Linked DNA regions of Mus musculus: region 2 is linked to region 1. The links are chromatin contacts, called in public Hi-C maps. All regions are on one chromosome and are shown on one strand. Each heading gives the region's core, a stretch centred on a gene start, on an enhancer-like site or on the middle of the called end of the contact. The rest is flanking DNA. Distances are from core to core; before and after follow the strand shown.

Region 1 (3,875 bases), core at 748-3,247:
CGGGACTCTGTGAGCCCGAGACTAGTCTAGTCTACACCGTGAGTTTCAAGCCAGCATGGCTACACAGACATAAGAAACAAAAGCAAAAACAAAGGAACAAAAAAATACCAGCCTGATATGCTCAAGTCAGACCATCTTGAAACAGAGTTATTTTGTTCTGTTTGTTTTGAGGCAGGAACTCACCCTACAGGCTGTTCTAGGCTGGCCTAGAACTCACAGAGATCTGCCTGTTGTTGCCCCTGCCACCACACACCTAATTGTACGATGTTTTAAGTAGTGTCTTAGGCCCTAAGATGCTCCCTGGCGTCTGTGTCTGTAACAGTGAATGGGGAGGGGAAAAAAAAAAAACGGTTTTAGTTTTGGGTTTGTGGTTGTGGTATCTGTGTCTGCATGTGCATGGACATGTGTGTGCAGGCACACATGTAGGGAGACTTGAAGTCGGGGCTGGGTGTCTTCTTCAGCCGCTTTCCATTCTTTCCAATTTATCAAGGTAGGGAATCTTAATGACTAGGCAATCTGAACTAATGCAGCCAGCCAGCTTGCCCCAGGGATCCCACCTCTGCCTCTTTAGTGCTGGGATGACAGGTGTCCTCTTGCCTACCTGGCTTTGACGTGGGTTCTTGGAACCCAAATTCCACTTCTATACTTGGTGCCAAGCCCTATATCCACTGTTCTATCCCCTGGCCCAATTCTTGACAAGGCCTCTGATGACAAAGATCTCCCAGTGACTGTGGTTCAGACGGGACTCTTATCACAGCAATCGCTGGAAAGCCCTATGAAGATGGTCTCTGCATTGCCTAACTACCTGCTGTAGTTCTGTAAGTAACAGACAACATTGGGACCAAGGGCTGTCACACACCACCTCAATGCTGTACCAACCTAGGGAAAACCTGTCCAATGCCTCTGGGTTTCAGCTGTGTCCCTCTCCTCCCTCCCCCCAATATAAAATGCCAAATCACACTGCCTGGCCTTGAAACACATTTCCCACCCAAAGTGGTCACTTCCTGCTGTCACTCTGGACCTGGGAAATGCCCTAGCAACTAGAAAAGTAGTCAGAACTGGAGGTCTGAACAGTCAAGAACTGTTAGGCAAATAAAACCCAGAAGGATCGCAGGGCAGTGGTGGCACACGCCTTTGATCCCAGCACTTGGGAGGCAGAGACAGGCAGATTTCTTGAGTTCAAGGCCTAGCCTGGTCTACAGAGTGAGTTCCAGGACAGCCAGAGCTACACAGAGAAACCCTGTCTCAAAAAACAAAAAAAACAAATAAGCAACCAAACAACCAAAATCCACAAGATCTATTTAAAGCTTTCCATATGTGGTGTGTTTGCTGCAAATTACAGAATAAAACAGATATACTCCTGGGAGAGGTAACCCCTAAGTGAAAATGTGAAAGACATTTCGAGGTTCCATGGAGAGTGAGGAGGTTGGGAAAAACAGAGGGGATGGAATATGCTGAGGCCTTTTTGCAACCAGATATCATCAGAACTAGGAAGAGTGCAAGCAGTGTTCCGTGCAACCTGTAAAATGTTCCATGGTGGAAGGAGATTCAGGACAGATAAAAGGATCTCCTCTAGGGCCTGCTCTGCAACCATCTTTGGGCGCCAGTGTGGCACGGAGCACATGGTCCTGGGGCTGGAAGCGAACACGCAAGATAGTCCAGAAACCCATCTTCCAAAGGCCCAGGAATGCGACTGCAGCCTCGGCGAGCCCTCTCCAGACTACAACTCCCAGATGCCCTCGGTTTACGGCAGACGCGCCTACTCCACCGCGCAGCGTCCCGGATGCAATCCTGCACGCTCCCGGGACCTGCCCTCTTCCGGTCCGCACGACATCTTACCTGCTCGGTCTTGTCTGGGGTGGTGCTGAGAAGGTTGTTGAGTTCCGGAAACATCGTGAACTGGGATAAAAATTATGGTTCTACAGAAAGAATGAAGGTCCAAGAACAGCACCCACAAGACCGTGCTCGCGAGCGCGAGAAAGCGCGCATGCGTGATCTCGCTGCCGGACTCGAGTCAGCCAATCAGGCTTGGGGTTGTGATGCTGCTGCTGCTGCTGCGCAAGCGCGTGAGCACGTATGCTCGTAAAGCTGAGCCTTAGAGCGATCTCTCATTCGGGCAATGGACCATTGTGCTGCTCTCAGTAGGTGCGGGTCCACACAGTGCTGGTGCTCCCTCACGATTTAGCACGAGCAGGCGAGCTTTCTCTTTCCGTTGCTCCCCCTCCCTCCGCACCTCCGGGTCTTAGTTGCTCCACGTCTTCCTAGTGTATTGCTCACAAACTTGGGCTAGATACATGGAACACATAGAGAAATGTTTGCAGGATCTTCGCAAAAAGAGAGAACAAACCTTACTAGCACAGAATTACATCCTGAAGAGCTTTTTGTATAAAGCAGAAGCCAGGAGGCCAAAGAGATGGCTCAGGGAATAAACGCTCTTCTTCCTCCCTCTGAAGACCACCCACATTGGGTTGCTCTACTTGTAACTCCAGCTCCAGGGGACCCGACGCCCTCTTCTGGGCTCTGCAGCACATGCACACACAATATACACAAAAAAATTTAAGGGGACTCAGAAGATTTTAGAGGACCCTAATTTGATTCTCATTATCCACTTGGCAACTTATAACCCTCTGTAACTACAGTCCCAGGGAATCTGATAGCCTCTTCTGGCCTCCAAGGGTACCAAGCATAGAAGTGGTGCACCTATACATACCATCAAAACGTATGCATAGTTTTATTTTAAATAAGCAAGGCCCTCCTCGGCCTTCTGCTAAAACAATAAAAGAACAAAAAAGAAAAGTCAGAGGGATACAGGTCAGTTGAAGAGTTCTTTCCTAGCATCAAAAACAACATAAAAAGCATGCTGCCAACATCTGTGATCTCAGCTGTCAGGAGGCTTAGGCAGGAGGGTTGCCAGCAAGTCTGAGCTTTGTGAAACTACCTCTAAAAAATAAAAATAATGGAACTGGGCGTTATGGGGCACACCTTTAATCCTAGTGTTCAGGAGGCAGAGGCAGGCAGATCTCTGGCAGTATGAGGCCATCCTGGTCTACAAAGTGAATCCAGGCTAGCCAGGCGAACACAGAAACCCCATCTCGAAAAAACAAGCAAGCAAACAAACAAAAAAGAGGAGGAGGAGGAAGAAGAGGAAGAAAGAAATATAAGCTAGTGGTGGTGGCACATACCTTTAATTTCAGCACTTAAGAAACAGAAGCAGGGCTGGTGAGATGGCTCAGTGGGTAAGAGCACCCGACTGCTCTTCTGAAGGTCCAGAGTTCAAATCCCAGCAACCACATGGTGGCTCACAACCATCTATAACAAGATCTGACTCCCTCTTCTGGTGTGTCTGAAGACAGCTACAGTGTACTTACATATAATAATAAATAAATCTTTAAAAAAAAAAAAAGAAACAGAAGCAGTCAGATCTCTGAATTCGAGACCAGCCTGATCTACAGATCAAATTCTAGGACAGCCAGATCTATACAGAAAAACAAAAACAAAACAAAACAAAAACACAACAAATAAACAAGTAAATGAAATAATGAAATATACAGAGGTTATATACAGAAACATACAGTTATGTAAAAACAATGAAAAAAAATCGGCCATGAATGTGAAAGAGAGCCAGGAGAGGGATATGGAGGGAGAAACGGGAAGGGGGATGGTATAATTATAAACTCAAAAGGCATAATTAGAAAGGAATAAAAGGAAATACAACTGCACCCGATCTCTGTAGGTACTGTAGAGAAAAGCAAGACTGGATAGAGATTTGAAATTAAGGTAGTTGTCAGAGGTACCTTCACTAAGAAATTGTGATTGGGGCTGGAGAGATGGCTCAGCAATTAAGAGCACTGTTTACTCTTCCAAAGGACCCAGGT
Region 2 (3,875 bases), core at 909-3,408, 140 kb before region 1:
ATTGTACAGTAAGCACTATTTTTGAACATGGCTCATGTATTCTTCAGGTAGTTTCTTAGTGTTCTACAGCTGTGAAGAGACACCATGGCTACAACAACTCTTATACAAGAAAATATTTAACTGAGGCTTATCAATGGTTTAGTCCATTATCATCATGACAGGAACATGTAGGCAGCAGGAAGAGAGAGACACTGGGACTGGCTTGAGTGTTTGAAACCCCAAAGCCCATCGATATTGACACACTTACTCCAACAAGGCCACACCTCCTAGTCCCTCTCAAGTAGTGCCACTCCCTGATGACCAAGCACTCAAATAGCTGAGCCTTTGGGGCCATTCTTATTCAGACCACCGTAGATTGTCATGTCAGTTCAGTTAGGACGGAGTGACCGGTGGGCCAAGACTCATCTCTGAAGAGCTTCTCGTGCTTCTCCTCTTCCTTCTAGTGCCCTGGAGGCTCTCATCAACTTTGCTTATAATGGCAACCTTGCTATCGACCAGCAGAATGTGCAGTCCCTGCTGATGGGGGCAAGCTTCCTGCAGCTGCAGAGCATCAAAGATGCTTGCTGCACGTTCCTCCGAGAAAGGTGAGCGAAGCAGGTGGTGGGTGCCGTGCTCTGTCCTGAAACCCCTGCCACCTTGCTGAGTTAATGGTGTGTCTGCAGTGTTTTGAACAACGAGCTGGGAGTTACTCTGTAAAGATGGCATTTCTTGGGATCAGCACTGTGCAGGACCCAACTGTTTGGCCATTTACATACACTGTTGTGGCATGGCATAGACTCTTTGTGACCATCCCTTTTCAATCTGACCAGCAGTTCATTTAGCTAATTTATCCCCCCTTTTTTGTTGTTAGTTTTAAATTTATTTTTTTGAGAATTTCTAATGTGTTCTGTATTTACATCATTTCCATCCATCCCTCTCCTCTGTGCTCCCCAGCTCCCTCTCCTCTGTGCTCCCCAGCTCCCTCTCCTCTGTGCTCCCCGGCTCCCTCTCCTCTGTGCTCCCCGGCTCCCTCTCCTCTGTGCTCCCCGGCTCCCTCTCCTCTGTGCTCCCCGGCTCCCTCTCCTCTGTGCTCCCCGGCTCCCTCTCCTCTGTGCTCCCCGGCTCCCTCTCCTCTGTGCTCCCCAGCTCCCTCTCCTCTGTGCTCCCCGGCTCCCTCTCCTCTGTGCTCCCCGGCTCCCTCTCCTCTGTGCTCCCCAAGACCCTCTTAAATAATGACTTCTTTTTCTTTTATCATTTTGTGTGTGTGTGTGTGTGTGCACATTTAAATACAGTCTGTTGTATCCATTTAGCATTGCTCATAACTTAGCTAACTTCTCAACAAACTAACATTGATTTATTTGGCACTGTTTGCTTTTTTTATTTATTTGTTTATTTATTTATTCGAACTGTTCCATAGCCATCTCCATGTTTGTTTAGATCCTTAACCCACATGAGTCCCTTTTTATACGCAGCTCAATCAGATCCCACCTTTATGTCTGTCCACTGGAGGCCGTCGTTGTGAGGTCGTTTAGGGTGATGACCGCGGATTATACTCCTACTGTTTCTGCTTCCTGGCAAGGGGTTTCCTGGGTTCTTCTGTGATCTTTTAGCTGATCAGATAAGCTCTTCCTTCCCTTCAGGGGACAGTGCTCTGTCATAAGCTAAAGGCCATTTAATCACCAGAGATTTGGAGGTGAGCTTTAGGCTGGGCCATACACAGGCATGGAAGAAGCAGAAGAGCTCCCGTGTGCATTTGATGTTCTTCCAAGTCCAGTCTCCATGCTTAGCCTGATGATCAACGTGCCTTCCACCTGAGCCCTGTGCTCAAGAACATCATCCTCTCAGAGCTGACCTCCCCTTCCCACCCCACTCCACCAGTCCTGCCCACTGAGAGTGTGTGTGGCCCCTGGAGGGTCTCCACATCCTACCTATTTGATGCCCGTGGGCATCACTGAGCACTGTCATGTGCACACTGACACACAACTGTGGCAGTGATGCCTCAAATGTAGAGGTGCACCTCAGCTAGCTGCAGGGCAAATGGTTTCACCTTGAGGCCATGTGTTGCAGGTGGAAACCTTGCAGCTCCAGGACCAGCCTTGTCCCTGCCTTAGGACACTCTCTAGAGGAGGCTGGAGGGATACAAGCACACACACACACTCGCGCACGCGCACACACACACACACACACACACACACACACACACAAACGGATAATGACTTGCAGATGCAATGGGTGCTGCCAGTTGCTATTCTTTACACTTTCATCAGAGGACAACAGTGCCACCTAGGGGCTTTTGAGGTTATCGCTGCAACACCAGACGTTATCTGTCATAAGGCATTTTCTCTTCTAGATGCTGAGCCGCTGGACAAGGTGGCACACATCCTTAGTCCCAGCATCCAGGAGCAGGTGGGGCTGGATGAGGCCAACTTGGTCTACATATCACCTCTAGGTACATATGTAGTAGATTCTGAGGGATCCAATTCCCCAGCTCTCCTGTTTCCCTCCAGGCTACATAGACCCTCACTCAAACAACAACAAAGCCCAGCAGTTCCTTTTCTGTTTTAGATAGGTCTGCAATAGCGCAGCACGATACCCTGACAGTCTCCTTACGTGCAAAACTGAGCTGTCAGTGAAGCGGACGGCTGTGGAAGGAGCTAGTGAAAGACACAGGTCTCTGCTTCCTTCCTACCTCTATCCTGAGTGGGTGTCTCGCCTGTGAGGCCACTCTCTGCCATTCCCATCTGCGGCCTCGCAGGTTGCCTTCCCGTACTCCTTCCTGTGGGGTGGAGTAGCACAGCTCACTCAGGAAGGCACGACCAGTGCTCCATGTTATATCAAGCTGACCAAAGTACATGCAGCGGTCCTAACCTTTGGAGAGAGTGGGGAGGGGAGCAGAAGGCGCGAGCTCACCCTTGCCCCATCATCTGTGGGCTCCATTCAGCTCCCGGTGTGTGCGGTTGGGTGGATGGGCCCCAAGTGAGGCACCCGCTGTGGGAGCTCAGCTATCCTCATTGCCTTACACCAGCTTAACGTCTCTTAAGCGACACTTCTCCTCAGCTCAGCCCCCTGCTCCTTGCTGTCTAGTCTCGGCTGCTCCACGGGGATTTTGTTTCCTTGGCCTCAGAGAACCCACTGAGGAGCCAGATGTTGTCACTTGTGACTGTCATCGAAGCACTCGTGAGGCTGAAGCAAAAGCATGCCTCAAGTTTGAGGCCACTTCTTAGACCACATAGAGAGTTCCAGGGCAACCAAGACTCTAGAGGGGAACAGGAAAGCTGGGTAATTGGATCCCTCAGAGTCTACTCTGTCACAAAGACTGCAGAATCCTGCTCGGTTTGTTTGAGAGTAAGAAAGCAAATATAATAGGAACTTTAATAGCATCCAGCTTCATGCCAGGCACTGTGCTGAGTGCTTTTGCCTACATTCATTTTGTTTGTTCCATGCATGTGTGTGTCTGTGTGTGTGTGTGTGTGTGTGCCTGTGTGTTTCGTGTCCGTGCATGCATGTGTGTGTTTACATGAGTGCACACGTGCTATGTTGTACATCTGGAGATCAGAGGATAGCCACTGTGTGGGTCCCAGGGATTGAGCTGAGGTTCTTGTCAGGCTTTGCAACAGGCTCCTTCATCTACTATCTCACTGGTCTGAAAATGCTACTTTTAAATTTTACTTTTAATTTTATCTTCTGGTGTGTGCTTGTTGATGTTACTTATTTATTTGGAGAGGGGCATGCATGCCACACAAATGAATGGAGGTCAGAGAACAGCTTTCAGGGGTGTATGGAATCTCATTTCATATCGTTGAGGCAGGGTCCCTCTTGTTTCTGCTGCTGCTAAGAACTGAGTCTAGAACCCACTACAAAGCCCCATGTAGTGGTACACATTGGACATCCCAGCA

What was found. A called contact is a pair of places that touch in the nucleus more often than the background predicts.
Region 2: a Hi-C map of the G1E-ER4 cell line shows a contact between it and region 1, with 3 times the contacts expected there. The contact joins the enhancer-like site here to the promoter of Elp6 in region 1. A contact is called at or near these places in 1 of 484 Hi-C or Micro-C datasets (the G1E-ER4 cell line) and 3 of 9 other capture datasets (adipose tissue, liver and pancreatic islet).

What each region holds. Positions count from the first base shown.
Region 1 is chr9:110,303,314-110,307,188 of GRCm38.p6, reverse strand. It overlaps Elp6 (elongator acetyltransferase complex subunit 6), which reads right to left and starts at 1,997. Exons shown (of 7, transcript NM_001081381.1): 1 at 1,840-1,997. The coding sequence starts at 1,893.
Region 2 is chr9:110,447,429-110,451,303 of GRCm38.p6, reverse strand. It overlaps Klhl18 (kelch-like 18), which reads left to right. Exons shown (of 10, transcript NM_177771.5): 3 at 444-584. Among named protein-coding and RNA genes, the nearest start is that of Klhl18, 27 kb to the left of the region's middle. Within about 2 kb of position 2,158, at least 65 of the 459 cell types and tissues checked have an H3K27ac peak or open chromatin away from gene starts, as enhancers often do. A contact at or near this core is called in the G1E-ER4 cell line, where this site is marked.